Linked DNA regions of Sus scrofa: region 2 is linked to region 1. The links are chromatin contacts, called in public Hi-C maps. All regions are on one chromosome and are shown on one strand. The core of a region is the stretch at or near the end of the contact, and the rest is flanking DNA. Distances in the headings are between cores, read along the strand shown. Region 1 holds the start of PAPSS2 (bifunctional 3'-phosphoadenosine 5'-phosphosulfate synthase 2). Region 2 overlaps PAPSS2 (bifunctional 3'-phosphoadenosine 5'-phosphosulfate synthase 2).

Evidence for each region. A called contact is a pair of places that touch in the nucleus more often than the background predicts.
Region 2: a contact with region 1 is called in a Hi-C map of omental adipose tissue, with 2.1 times the contacts expected there. The contact joins the enhancer-like site here to the promoter of PAPSS2 in region 1. A contact is called at or near these places in 1 of 5 promoter capture datasets (liver), 21 of 47 Hi-C or Micro-C datasets (adipocytes, alveolar macrophages, blood and 12 more) and 1 of 2 datasets of contacts at active chromatin or transcription factors (alveolar macrophages).

Annotation. Positions count from the first base shown.
Region 1 is chr14:99,714,584-99,720,867 of Sscrofa11.1, forward strand. PAPSS2 (bifunctional 3'-phosphoadenosine 5'-phosphosulfate synthase 2) reads left to right here and starts at 3,716. Exons shown (of 13, transcript XM_021073102.1): 1 at 3,716-4,088. The coding sequence starts at 4,062.
Region 2 is chr14:99,780,451-99,786,627 of Sscrofa11.1, forward strand. It overlaps PAPSS2 (bifunctional 3'-phosphoadenosine 5'-phosphosulfate synthase 2), which reads left to right. Exons shown (of 13, transcript XM_021073102.1): 7 at 510-621; 8 at 2,634-2,648. Among named protein-coding and RNA genes, the nearest start is that of PAPSS2, 65 kb to the left of the region's middle. Within about 2 kb of position 4,446, at least 5 of the 83 cell types and tissues checked have an H3K27ac peak or open chromatin away from gene starts, as enhancers often do. A contact at or near this core is called in alveolar macrophages, embryonic fibroblasts and omental adipose tissue, where this site is marked.

The DNA of each region.
Region 1 (6,284 bases), core at 2,466-4,965:
CTAAGCTGGATGCTTACTGAGATCTATTGTGTTTGTTCCCAAGCCTATTTATGCCAATCGTACCTGTTGGTGTAATTAAGTAATTTATTTGGATGTGACTTAAGTGAATAGCATATGAATGGAGAAAAAAAAAAAGCTGTGTTTACTATGAGAACAGATGGATGCTTTGGAAAGTTAAGCTGTTAAAAATGTGTAAATGTGTTCTACTGAATTAAGTGTAGGCAAGATAAAGATGGGGGAGGGGTACGTTGAAATTGTGAAGGAATCTCCTTTCAGATTAAGTGACCTTAATTTTTAACTCCACTTTATAAAATCTCAAAGTGGAATTTTTTTTTCTTTTTTCCTTTTTAGGGCTGCATCTGTGGCATATGGAAGTTCCCAGGCTAGGGGTTGAATTGGAGCTGCAGCAGTCGGCCAGTGCCATAGCCACAGCAACATGGGTTCCCAGCCAGGTCTTCAACCAACACCACAGCTCATGGCAGTGCCAGATCCTTAGCCTACTGAGCGAGGGCAGGGATCAAACCCACATCCTCATGGACGCTAGTCTGGTTCATAACCTGCTGAGCCACAATGAGAACTCACCAAACTGGAAATTTTTGAAGATGCCTTATGAAAGTGTTTTTTGGAACTCCCATCAGCATACTCATACCACAGTATAAACCTTTAGCCCTACATCAAAGATTAGTGAAGTGCATGCGTTTTAAGTTAAAAAAAAAGTCTAAGGTATGCAAGTTTCATTTTTACCTGTTGATTGTAGTAGGGTTGGTAGGCAAAGACTGTCTTCACTAGACTGGGAGTTTCCTGAAGACAGGGACCATGTCTTGCTCATCTTGGTAGTATCTGTGCTTGGGAATGGGAAGAATATTTAAATCCTAGAGGACTTTCTCTAAGGGTTTCTTGACCTCTATGAACTGCTGCACTTATTTTTGCACAGGGGATTTCAACAATTAGGTCTCTGTGCATTACAGCCACTAGGGGGCAGTGTAGCTGCATTCCTTTGGAATGGCCAATCCAGGGACTACACCTCCAAACTAGATCCCCCAAAATGTGATGAGCTTTCTAAGATGTATTGGACAACCTGTGTCGTGAACATCTCACCAACACTGTCATTCTTTGTACATGTATTTCTCTTGTTTATTTGGGGGAGTTGACTCCATTTTTTTTCTAAACAATGAAAAGACCAAGTAGTAATCACCACCCTCATTAAGTTCATTATTAAAGCCAATCAATGCCTTGAAGAAAGTAAACAAAAGAAAATAGGAAGAAAATTTCAAAAATTCCCAAACCCTCATGCAAATGTTTTGAATAGTATCAAGGACTGTAAATTGGTACAATGCAGGCAACACAGTTTTACAAGCAGAATCTAGGAGGAAACTCTACTGAGAAAGTTATGGAGAGTATGTCCAGATGACTGAACAGATCTCAGCCTTTCCTTCCTTCCCCCAAATGAGTTTTATCTCAGTTCTGATGTGTTGGAATCATAGACTCCAAAAATCAAACTGCTAGTGGAGTTCCCTGGTGGTCTAGTGGGTTAAGAGTCTGGTGTAGTCACTGCTGTGTCATGGGTTGGAGCCCTGGCCCAGGAACTTCAGCATGCCTTGGGTGCTGCCAAAAAAAAAAAAAAAAAGAATTAAGCTGATAGTTTCTCATACCTTTCCAGAAGCAATGCCTTATTCTAGGAGTGAGAGAATAGTGAGATGAAAAAGAATTCCAAATATCATTTTTAAAAGAAAGACCCTGGGAAAATAAAAAAGAATGATTATTTAACTTTTCAGTGAGTGGCCATGCTGAACTCCAACTAAACTGATGATCTGTGAAGGTACAGGATCTGAAACAATGCAGCCTGGATCCAAGGGAGCTAAGGTCACCTATTTCCCAAGTCTTTGGAAATAATAAAAGAATATCTGTTCCAAAGTACTATTTGAAAATTAATTAAATCCAAAAGAGTACAAACTGCCCAATTTACAGTTATCATAGGGGTCTTGAAATAGTTGACCTAGAGGCTGAGTGAATCACTGTATATGGGGAGCCCAGTGACCTGGGTTTAACTCAAAACTGCCCCTAACTACTGACTAGGGTTAGCTTACCTCCCCTCTCTCAGCACCAGTTTTACATTGCCCACCTGTAAGGAAACTGGACAAATGACCTCAAAACTTCCTCCAAGGTCTGAACAATTATACATTTCTTTTCCAGGAAGTTGCCATGACAGATTTTCCCTTAACTTCCTTCTGTTGCAAGAACACAGCTTTTAAAGAAGCAATAGGAAACACATACATACATCAATTCCTCTATCTCCACCCATACTTAATTTACCTTTTCTCGTAGGGCAGGATCTGGCAGAGTTCAAATATTGTTGGAACAGATACCAAAGGATTTTCCTAATAAAATTAGAATGGGATGTTACTATTTAAATTCCATAAATTCAAAGTGTGCTAGTTTGTGTGCAGAACAGAAACTCAAACCCAGCATTTGCCCTCTAGCTGCTCACAGTTGAAGGGAGTGGTGGCAGCTTATTCCAAATGAGTAAGAAAATAAATATACTGATATTTCAAAACTGGACCAACATGTAGGCAGCCTTTTAAGTTTTTGATTCCTAATTTATTTTTCTTTTCCACCTTCCCATGGAGAAAGGTAGTCAATGAATGAATGCTTAGATCTTCAGTGTCTGTCTGAAAGCTGGCAGTCTTCCAAAAATAAAATTAGGTGCGAAAGAGAAGTTCCAACCCCTGTCTCCTTAAGATAACACTTCTCCAGTCTTTTCGAAGAAGGAAAAGCAAAGTTGTAATGGGCACTATGGCCTTTGGGCATTCTTCTTGGTTCTTTTGCCCTTTACTGTCTATTGATCTGTTTGTGACATTGTGCAAAGAGTTAAGGTACAGAGGCGGGTGTGAGGCCTTATGACTGCTCTCAAGGTACTTGTCACTAACCATAGCTTCTCCTTCTGAACTTCTGCTTCTCCCAGACATTTGAGTTAAGAGAGTTGCCCTTAACTTGGAGCCCTAAGGTATAGGCCATAAGCCTTATCAATTTGAGCCTCTTACTTTTTCACCTCAGGGCCCATCCGGGTTGCCAAACACACAGCTGTCCTAAGGGAATGCTTTGGGGGCTGGACTAAAATAAGTCCCTGGGCTACCACTGCCCATTTCCGAGGCTGGCCTTGCTTACTCAACTTTGTGAGTAGGAGCAGTGCCTCAGCTGGCCCATTTGCAACATGAAGAAAATACTGTGAGTTCCAAAGGAATGAATGCATGTGAACCCCTTAGTCCCACAGCTGCGCCTCACCATTTCATCGTTGTCATAGATGATGACGCGGGGGTAGAAGGAGGCTGACAGCCTGGGTTTCAGTCCCCTTTCTTGGAACATGACCATGAGGAAGTCTGAAAGCCTCAACCACTTCCTGGGAGAAAGTAAGACTCAATGCCTGTAGCGCGGGCACAGAAGGCTTAAGGCAGAGGTCAGTGGAGAGCAGAGTGAGAACCAAAAATGTTATCTGCTGCTGTTATTACGGCAGATGAAAACAAGCTGGGCATCGGTGCCCACTGAGGACCTTGCCTACAAACCAGGCGGATTCAGGCAGGTCGCAGAGGCAGGAAACCCTCCTTGGAGATGCGTGGGGGTGGGGTGGGAGGTGGGGGACGCTCTGGCAGCCGCCGGGAGTGGGAAGGGGGAGGGCGAATTTGACATCCAGCTGAGCGCGGGGCGTGTCGCTCCGTCCCTCTCGGCTGCAAGGTCCAGTCTTTGACACGGGCTGGCGGATCCGCTCCCGCGAGTTGGGGGCCGGGCCCAGGACCCCGCCCAGGCGGCGGCCGGGTCCCCTGGGCCGGGCGCTGCTGGCGGAGCAGACGGGGCGGAGAGGAACGCGGCAGGAGGAGGAGTAGGAGGAGGGGGCCGGTCAAGGGAAGTGCGACGTGTCTGTGGAGCCTTTTTATACCTCCTTCCCGGGAGTCCGGCAGCAGCTGCTGCCTACACCGCTGCCGCCGCCACCGAGCGTCCTAGCGTCTACGCTCCCAGGAGCTGGGCTCCGAGTTCCAGCGCGCCGGGCACCGCCGCAGCCAGCCAGCATGTCCGGGGTCAAGAAACAGAAGACGGTAGGCTTCGAGTCGCCTGCCTTCCTCCTCCCCTCCGATCGCCGGCGCCGACCCCCGACCCCGGGGACGCTCGGATCCCATCCTCTTCGGGAGGAGGCGAGCAGCCAGGGCGCAGAGGCTGGAGCGCCGGGAGGAGGAGGAGGGAAGCAGGAGGGCGAGGAGAGGCTGGGATTCCCGGGGCAGCCCTCGCCGGGCACTCCCTCTCCGCCCTGCGCCCCTTGGGGTCGTCACGGCCGGGATGGACCTCCGGAGGTGGCAACGTGGGTCTCCATCAAGAGAGAGGACCAGAGAGGAAATTTCCTTTCTTCCCCTAAGAGCTTTTTCAGACCCGCCTTTTCCAGCTCCGCGCGTGTCCAGCGGGTGGTAGGCTGACCGAACTCCTGTCCTGCTAGGTCGCTGGGCACACGTCAGCGATAGTCATTAGGATTTGGTCCATGGAACTTCCTTGGGGTGGACATCAATGACAGACTTTCATAGAGGAAACACAACTCTCTAGACGAAAGGGAGGAAATTGCATTTCTACACTGGCAGGGTACTAGCTTAATTCAGCTCCCTGTTGGGATCCGGTGGCATCTCAAGTTCAGTCATGGGTGGGGGCTCTCCTCAGCTTGGTGGAGTGATATGAGGGGACTGTTTTGAGGAGGCTTAGTTTTATCCATCATTAATCTGGGCATCGCCTTAATGGGAAATAGAGGAATTATTGAAAAGTTCCTTTCCCACTTAGCGATAGGGGCTCCTATAATTTTGCATCTTTAAAGATGGCAGCAGTGACCATAGACCCTTAAGAAGTGGAAGGAGCCTTGTAGACAGCATCTAGGTCACACCAGGGTGGTCCACAAGCCTTGTTTATATCCCAGCCGGGAGTCTGACTGCTGAACACTCATCTTTAACTACCACACTGCAAGCCTTAGATGATTATAGTGGTCACTAAATGGGCTGACCTCTCTCAAACAGTTCGACTTGTACTTAGCACATAGTAGGTGGTCAATCAATGTTTATCACAATTATAATGTAATATTTATTACTGAAATACCTTCGAGGTTTATTTGTGACAGGCTGAGGGAGAGATGAAAATAAAACTCTGTTGGAGAAGGGCAATCCAGGGGCCTGGCAGGAGCTAGAAATGTGGGCGTGAGCAGCATGGAAAAGAGGATGGGGGCCCTGTGGTTTCAGGAGTCCACATTGGACCCACAAAAACAGCCAGGAGAAAGGCAGCATCAATTTGAGAAGGGAGGATGGTGGGGGTCCACTTGCCTTTTATAGGAGTAATTTTAAAGTGGGGAGATGCTCAGTATTATATTTTAAAATATAGTTAAGTGAAAATCACTTGGGTTTTATTCCTATTTAATTTTATTAATTTCTATAAAATTCTAAATGGTATCTTCTGAGTGAGAAACTACTGTGACACTTAGTAGCTTTTTATATCAGTGGGATTTTGAATTCTTACCTCCCTGCTTGCATCAAGAATTACTTCCCAGTTCTGATGAAGTTGCTTTGTCAAGCACTAGTATTGAAGGGGCAGGTGGTCTTTCCCCTTCGTGTATCTCAAAAAGAACCGGTGAAGTGAAGGGTTTAAGAACAGGGGCTTTACACACTTATTGTGGCAACTGCACTGACAGAGGGAGCGAGAAATTTGAGGGCCACAGAGTTTGGTTTTTGTATTTACACATTTGGGATCTCCTTTTTTTCTTTTTAGTTTGGGTGTGTGTGTGTGTTCTGCACAGGATTAAATTAACAACTGAAACAGCCAGCAGGACTTGTGAACTTTTGTTTAGCCAACAGTTTTAATCTAGGGCACTAGCACAAGTTCCCCAAAGGGCCAGATAGATCCTATTGGGTAAAGCAAGCCAGCTCTAAGTGCATATAAAATCTCTCAAGCTTTAAATGTTAACTCAAAAATATGTTTTGAAACCTTGCAAGTCAGAACAAAATCTATCCCCATGTGTGACCTCTGAACTAATCAATTATTTGAGAAGTGAATCTTTTTTTTTTTAGGGCTGTACCCGTGGCATATAGAGGTTCCCAGACTAGGGGGTCCAGCCGGAGCTAGGGCTGCCAGCCCACGACAGAGCCACAGCAACATCAGATCCAAGCCATGTCTCTGACCTACATCACACCTCACAGCAACACTGGATCTTTAACCCACTGAGCGAGGCCAGGGATCAAACCCGCAACCTCATGGTTCCAAGTTGGATT
Region 2 (6,177 bases), core at 3,196-5,695, 67 kb after region 1:
AGTGAATTGTCAACACAGTTACACATCGTAAGAATAGATACAGTTTAAAGAAATTCTCCCAATTTAAAATCTTTTCACTGTTCTCCCATTGGAAGGTTCTAGACTCAAACTTACCCTGTTCCTAGATCATGGGTCAGCATTACCCATGCATTGCCAGAATTTAGGAAACACCTAAAACATAAAAGGTTTTGGAGTTCCCACTGTGGAGAAGTGGATTAAGAATCCAACTGTAGCCTCTTGGGTCACTGCAGAGGTTTGGGTTCAATCTCCAGCCCAGCACAGTAAGTTAAAGTATCCAGCATTGCCACAGCTGTGGCTCGGATTCAATCCCTGGCCTGGGAACATCCTTATGCCACAGGTACGGCCATCAAAAAACCAAAAAAAGCCAAAAACTGAATATAAATAAATAAAAGCTTCTGCCTTCATTCTCCTGTCAACAGAATAACAAAGGACTGGCAGATGGCTGGCAGAGCTTATGGAATTGTTCACCTGCTTTTTGTGTTTTGCAGCTGGATCTTCAGTGGGTCCAAGTTTTGAGTGAAGGCTGGGCCACTCCTCTTAAAGGTTTTATGCGAGAGAAGGAATACTTGCAGGTTATACACTTCGGCACCCTGCTTGATGGTATGGGTTTTTGGTTTGTCTGTTTCTTACTCTCTATTATTATTAAAGACAAAAAACTTTCTCAGAAGTCTTCACAGGAACAAGAAATGCTAATCCTTGGCTTGTAAATCCTATTTTGAAAATATTTCGATTATTTAAGGTGTGTTCAATTATGTATAAGCTTTCATTTTTAGGATTTTTTTAGGGGGTTATCTTCAAACTATTACTGATTATTTAAAACAAAGGAACCGAAAAATGAAGGTTTAACTTGCACACTAAGCCAAGGTTAAGGCTTTTCCCCCTCCACCTGCCTGTTGTCGGCTTTGACACTCAGAAGGCAGTGAACAGTCAGAAGCACCATTGTCAGCTGCTCAGACCATCCTGGGGAAGCCAGGATGAACTCAGCACTCACTGCTGACTTGCAGGAAACCTCCCATCCTCCAGGTTTCTCCATCAAACATTATTGCAGTAGCTGCTTTTTTTGGTGGGTAACAGAGTGTCGATATTCATGTCCATACATGAAATATATTAGCATGGTTTCAGGCACTAAACTCTTAACATGGGATGTTAAGGCAGCTGTCTGGGTACAAGCTGAATGGCTTGTAGAGAATTGATCTGGTCAAGGTTGGAAGGATGTGTCATTCAGAACACTTCCTGATACTTCTATGATCATTTCCTTCCTAGAACTGCCTGACCTTATCAAATAGAACTTATCTATTGCAAGATCTTGGGGAATGGCTGCTATGTGGGGAAGGGATAGTAATAGAGTCATACTCAATTTGTCTTACTGAGCAGGGCTCTAAACCTTTTAGGAAATAGGATCAGATATTCTTCCTTAAGAAGGACGTTCATGTTCTAGGCTTGTGCCTCTGCCTGGGGAATGAGACATAAAGCAACCCCAGTTGTAGTTAGGATTCAAAACTCCCCATAACCTCCAGAAGCCTTCATAATTACTATGTAAATCAATGAATAAAAATTGATACCAGGGATATATCCTGCTGCCCAGCTCTGCCTAAGTAGAGGCAGAATATAGTAGTGGATGAGAGTGAGCTGTGAGGTCAAACCCAGTGACTAGCTATGAACCTAAGGCAAATTACTTAAACTCTCTGGTCCTCAGTTGCCTCTTCTGTAAAATGGGATGTTAATAACAGTACCCACCTCATTGGGATGTTGAAAGTTTAAAAGAATATCTGGTCTATTAGTAAATGTTCCACGTATTAAGAACTCCCTTCTGCATACAATTAAAAGGATTTGAACGTCTTGAACAGACCAAGTGGCTTATCTATAGTCACACCCCTTTGGATGTAGCGCAGATAGGATATCCATCAGTTATTCCCAACAAATATTTATCGAGTGTTCTCAGATGCCAGCGTTTGTTCTAGCTGCTGGAGACAAATAATGAAGCCAGATATAAGCTTGCTGGAACAAGCAGTACAGTTCATCTTCTGAACCCTAGTCCAGAGGGATTTTCCCACCACGCCAGTGGTTGTCAAACTTTTTTTTCCTTTTTTTGTTTCCAGGCTAGGGGTTGAATTGGAGCTACAGCTGCCAGTCTATGCCACAGCCACAGCAAGGCCAGATCTGAACTGCATCTGTGATCTATATCACAGCTGATGGCAATGCCGGATCCTTTAACCCAATGAGCAAGGCCAGGGATTGAACCTACATCCTCATGAATACCAGTTAGATTCTTAACCTGCTGAGCCACAATGGGAACTCCTAAGAGACAACTTCTTGCTGAAGGTGGAGGGGCTATTGACATATGATATAATTATTTAAAAACAGATAATCATTTAAATAATGCTTTTGGATTGTATTGAACAACATTCAATACAACTTCTGGTTTCACCAGCTTTTTGCCATCATATATTCTCTATTTTTAGAAATAGCTGTAGCAAAGATCTTAGTAAATTTGTATGTTATATATATGAAGCTTCATGATCAGAATTTGTTCCTTAATGTAGTTGCTTTATAATTATTTTGGTGGAGAGCTGAAAACAACATGTTTCTTAATTGTGTTTGTATTTCTCCAGGCATGTTCCTTCCTGGTATGTACTTCAACTTTCCAAATAGTTAAATTATTATAATTGGATATGTTAAATTAATTAGAAATGGTATGGCCATAACTAAAAAAAAAAAAAAAATCTAAATGAACCAGTTGGAATTGCTAACAATTCATGATCCAACCAGTTATTATAGAATAATGCTACGTTCTTCTGTTGATAGGAGTCCAAGAAACAGGAAATTTCTGGATCAGATGCAGCCGTTGTTTATAATGTTGTATTTGGCTGACAAAAGTAAACTTGCTTCTAAATTTTTGTGGCACATTTTGTTCCCGAGATTTTTTTAAATGTATGATCCTCTCTGCTAATTACTTCTACTGAGTGTTGGTCCTCATTTAGTTTCATAAATCTGGAAAGTTTTCTTCCAAGGCATTTATAAAGCATTTTTAATTGATGAAGGATAAATCAATTCTAGATGCAGTTTAAAGTGGATGCACCTGGTTGGATTGTGGATGCTTGTACTTCATTTGTTTGTGATGTATGATTGTGCATGAATTTAATTTCAAGCTATGATTATTGATAGTTATAAAACTAGGAATAAACACATACCAGCTTCAACTGTAAACTTCTGCACTGTACCAGAGTGAAAAGGTAAAATTCTGAAGACCTCATTTCTCTTGAGTATTGTTTTCCTCCCTGTTGTTCTTCCTCGAAAAAGACTAGTTAAGCAATAGCAAATTTAAGTTTTTGCCTAGAAACCGTCCCAAACAAATGATAAGCAGATCTACAAGATTAAAACAACAGGCCTGAAAATTATTTAAAGCAAAAGCGAAATCATTCAGTTAAAAATGAAGTTAAATATTGGACCAACTGTGGCTAAAAAACCCAGGATACTCTTCCAAAGTGAGATATACTGCAGTAAAATCATCAGGATGGTTCAAACCAGAGCTGAAGCACAGGATGGAAAAAGGCTGAAAGCCCAAGTCAATATTTAAAACCATGAAGGATATTTCAGACAGGGTTAAATTGGAGGATAAGTTATGTATTAGAAAAGCTGATTAAGATGATAGGGAAATCCCAGTAAATCTGCTTATGCCTGTGTGGAGTTGTAGGTACAGGTATATGGGATCAGCTGGCATCATTACTTGGCAGAACTCCCTGCCACAGCATCCCACAGCATCCCACAGAGGGGCTGTCTCAACAACCTGTCAGGGCATGCATTTCCTTGGCTGGGATTTTCACTCAAGGCCAAGATGGAGATGGATCAGAGGCTACATTGGGCTGGAACCTAGCAGGCCAAAGGAGGTAATGGCAACAGGAAAGTGAGCATTCTTTGGATTTCAACCCAGAATAATTGAGGGAAGACAGCACTGCAGGCATGTTGCAGGCAGAGCCGTGCTTCCTCCAGCATCCCACCCACCTTTTGCTTTGCGTCTTGTTTTACTTTACTTTGGTCAAGGCACTCTTGTTAAGCAGTGTGATCTGCAATCCACAATCCACAGAAAGTAAAACTTCTAATTAAAGCACCAGCATCCTTGAAGGTGTTATTCTTTGTTAGCCTCCCTCCCTTTGTAACAACTAGAGTATGTGGTGAGTTTGATCATCTTTCATCATAAACTTCTGCTGATATACTGCTTTACATTATGCCTCCTCCCAGCAAGCCAGGGATACACATTTTATTTATGATCCTGTTTTCCAAGTGGAAAAATTGAGCGCAGAGTGTGAGTGACACAGGTAGTAAATGGGAAATGGCTTGGCTGTGTTTAGTGCTCTCTGCGCAGGGCTTGCTTGAACTACTCGTACTGCCTATGAACTTTGAAACAAAGGAGGTAATTGAGTGATGAAACTCATTACTCTCTGTGTGCAATATCTTCCTTGTGGTTTAGAAGGCTCCCAGAGCAGGATGCAGGAGTTTATGACGAATAGGATTTCTTTATTGCCAGAAGTTGCCATTTATATCCTGTGACATTCTTTACGTCCTATTAACTTTTGGAGAATATTTTAAATCTGCAAAGTGATATGCCTCTAGACTTTTGTTTTCTAACTATCAGGGAGAGGGTTATGCCTCAAGGGAATGGAACTTAGATCTCTAATCTTTAACTCTATCAGAGGTGGTCTAAATGTTGAATTTTGCAAGTTAGATTTAAAAGACTTCATTAATCTATGGTACATTTCCTCCAATTCATAAATAACAGCATTTGTTTCCTGTTTTGAACTCCTGAGTTTCTATTAGGGAAAACTAAATCTGATTCCATATTGGATCTGTGTCTTTAACCTTTGTATACTATTGCCTTTGCTACAAATTAATCATCAAAAAGGTGTTGCCTATAAGCCTAAATTATACATAATTGCCCATCTCTGGGAACTCTGCCTCCCATGTAATGAGTGTTAAGGTAAAATACTTTGTTTAGCTCACAGAAAACATCTTGACCAGGACAAGTTAATAACTAAAGGGATGTTGCCTATAAGCTTAAATTATACATAATAGCCCATCTCTGGGAACCCTGCTTCCCTGGTAATGAGCTTTAAGCTAAAATACCTTTGTTTAGCTCACAGGAAACACGCAGAGTAGGTGCACCTGTGAATGGCTGCAGGCAAAAGAAATGAACACATTCCCTCCAGGGTCTGACCAGAAGCAGGAAATATTTGATTTTTATCCCCTCCCCTTTTAGTATAAAAGAAGCCTGAATTCAGAGAAGATGTTTCTTTGGGACATGAGTCTGCCATCTTCCCAGTCTGCTGGCTTTCCCAATAAGTCACTATTCCTTGCCCCAGCAACTCTTTTCTTGATTTGTTGGCCTGTGGTGCAGTGAGCAGTAAGAACTTGAACTCGGTAACAAGTTCAATGTTTTCTTTACTCATCTTCCTTTTATTCCCTTCCTAGTCTTGAACTTGGGACCTCCCTCCCCCGACCCCGCCAATCTCCCTCATATTCTTTAGTGTTACGTATTTAATTCTGTGCTTCATTTTCTCGTTTTGAGTACAAATGAAACCTGACATATTTGTTAGAATGTTGGGGCACTATTACAAAAAGGGGGAAGAGCTGGGTAAGTTCTTTTACATTACCTGGCTCATAGTCTGAATCCATGGGAGGTTGGTTCCAGGACCCAAGGTGGATGCCAAAACCTGCGGATGCTCCTGTCCCACAGCCCACTCTCTGCTTTATCTGTGGGTTCCTCATCAGTGTGTCAGCCAAAGGGGGACCCTGTATTAGGCTTGCTCTCCACGAGGTGGTTGAATCGTGGGCTTTGCCAACCTTTATTTTGTTTAATTGGATTTTAAAAGTGTGTTGAGGATGGGACTGAATTTTAAAAAGGGGGAACTTGGAAGGAAGACATCCCCTATGGTCTTCCAAATCAGTTACTGAAGCCACCTCCACAATTTGAAACTCGGCCCTCCTTTCACAAATGGTCTATCTCCTGCTTTGAGAAACTTGTCAAGGACTCATCACAGACTCTAGAGAAGCTGGTACAGTGAGCACAACCATATGAGTCTTAGGTCTTGACACCTTTTGCAGGCAGTTGTGTGGAAGGGACACTGGGCACAGTTGAGTCCTCCTTACACGACAGCACAT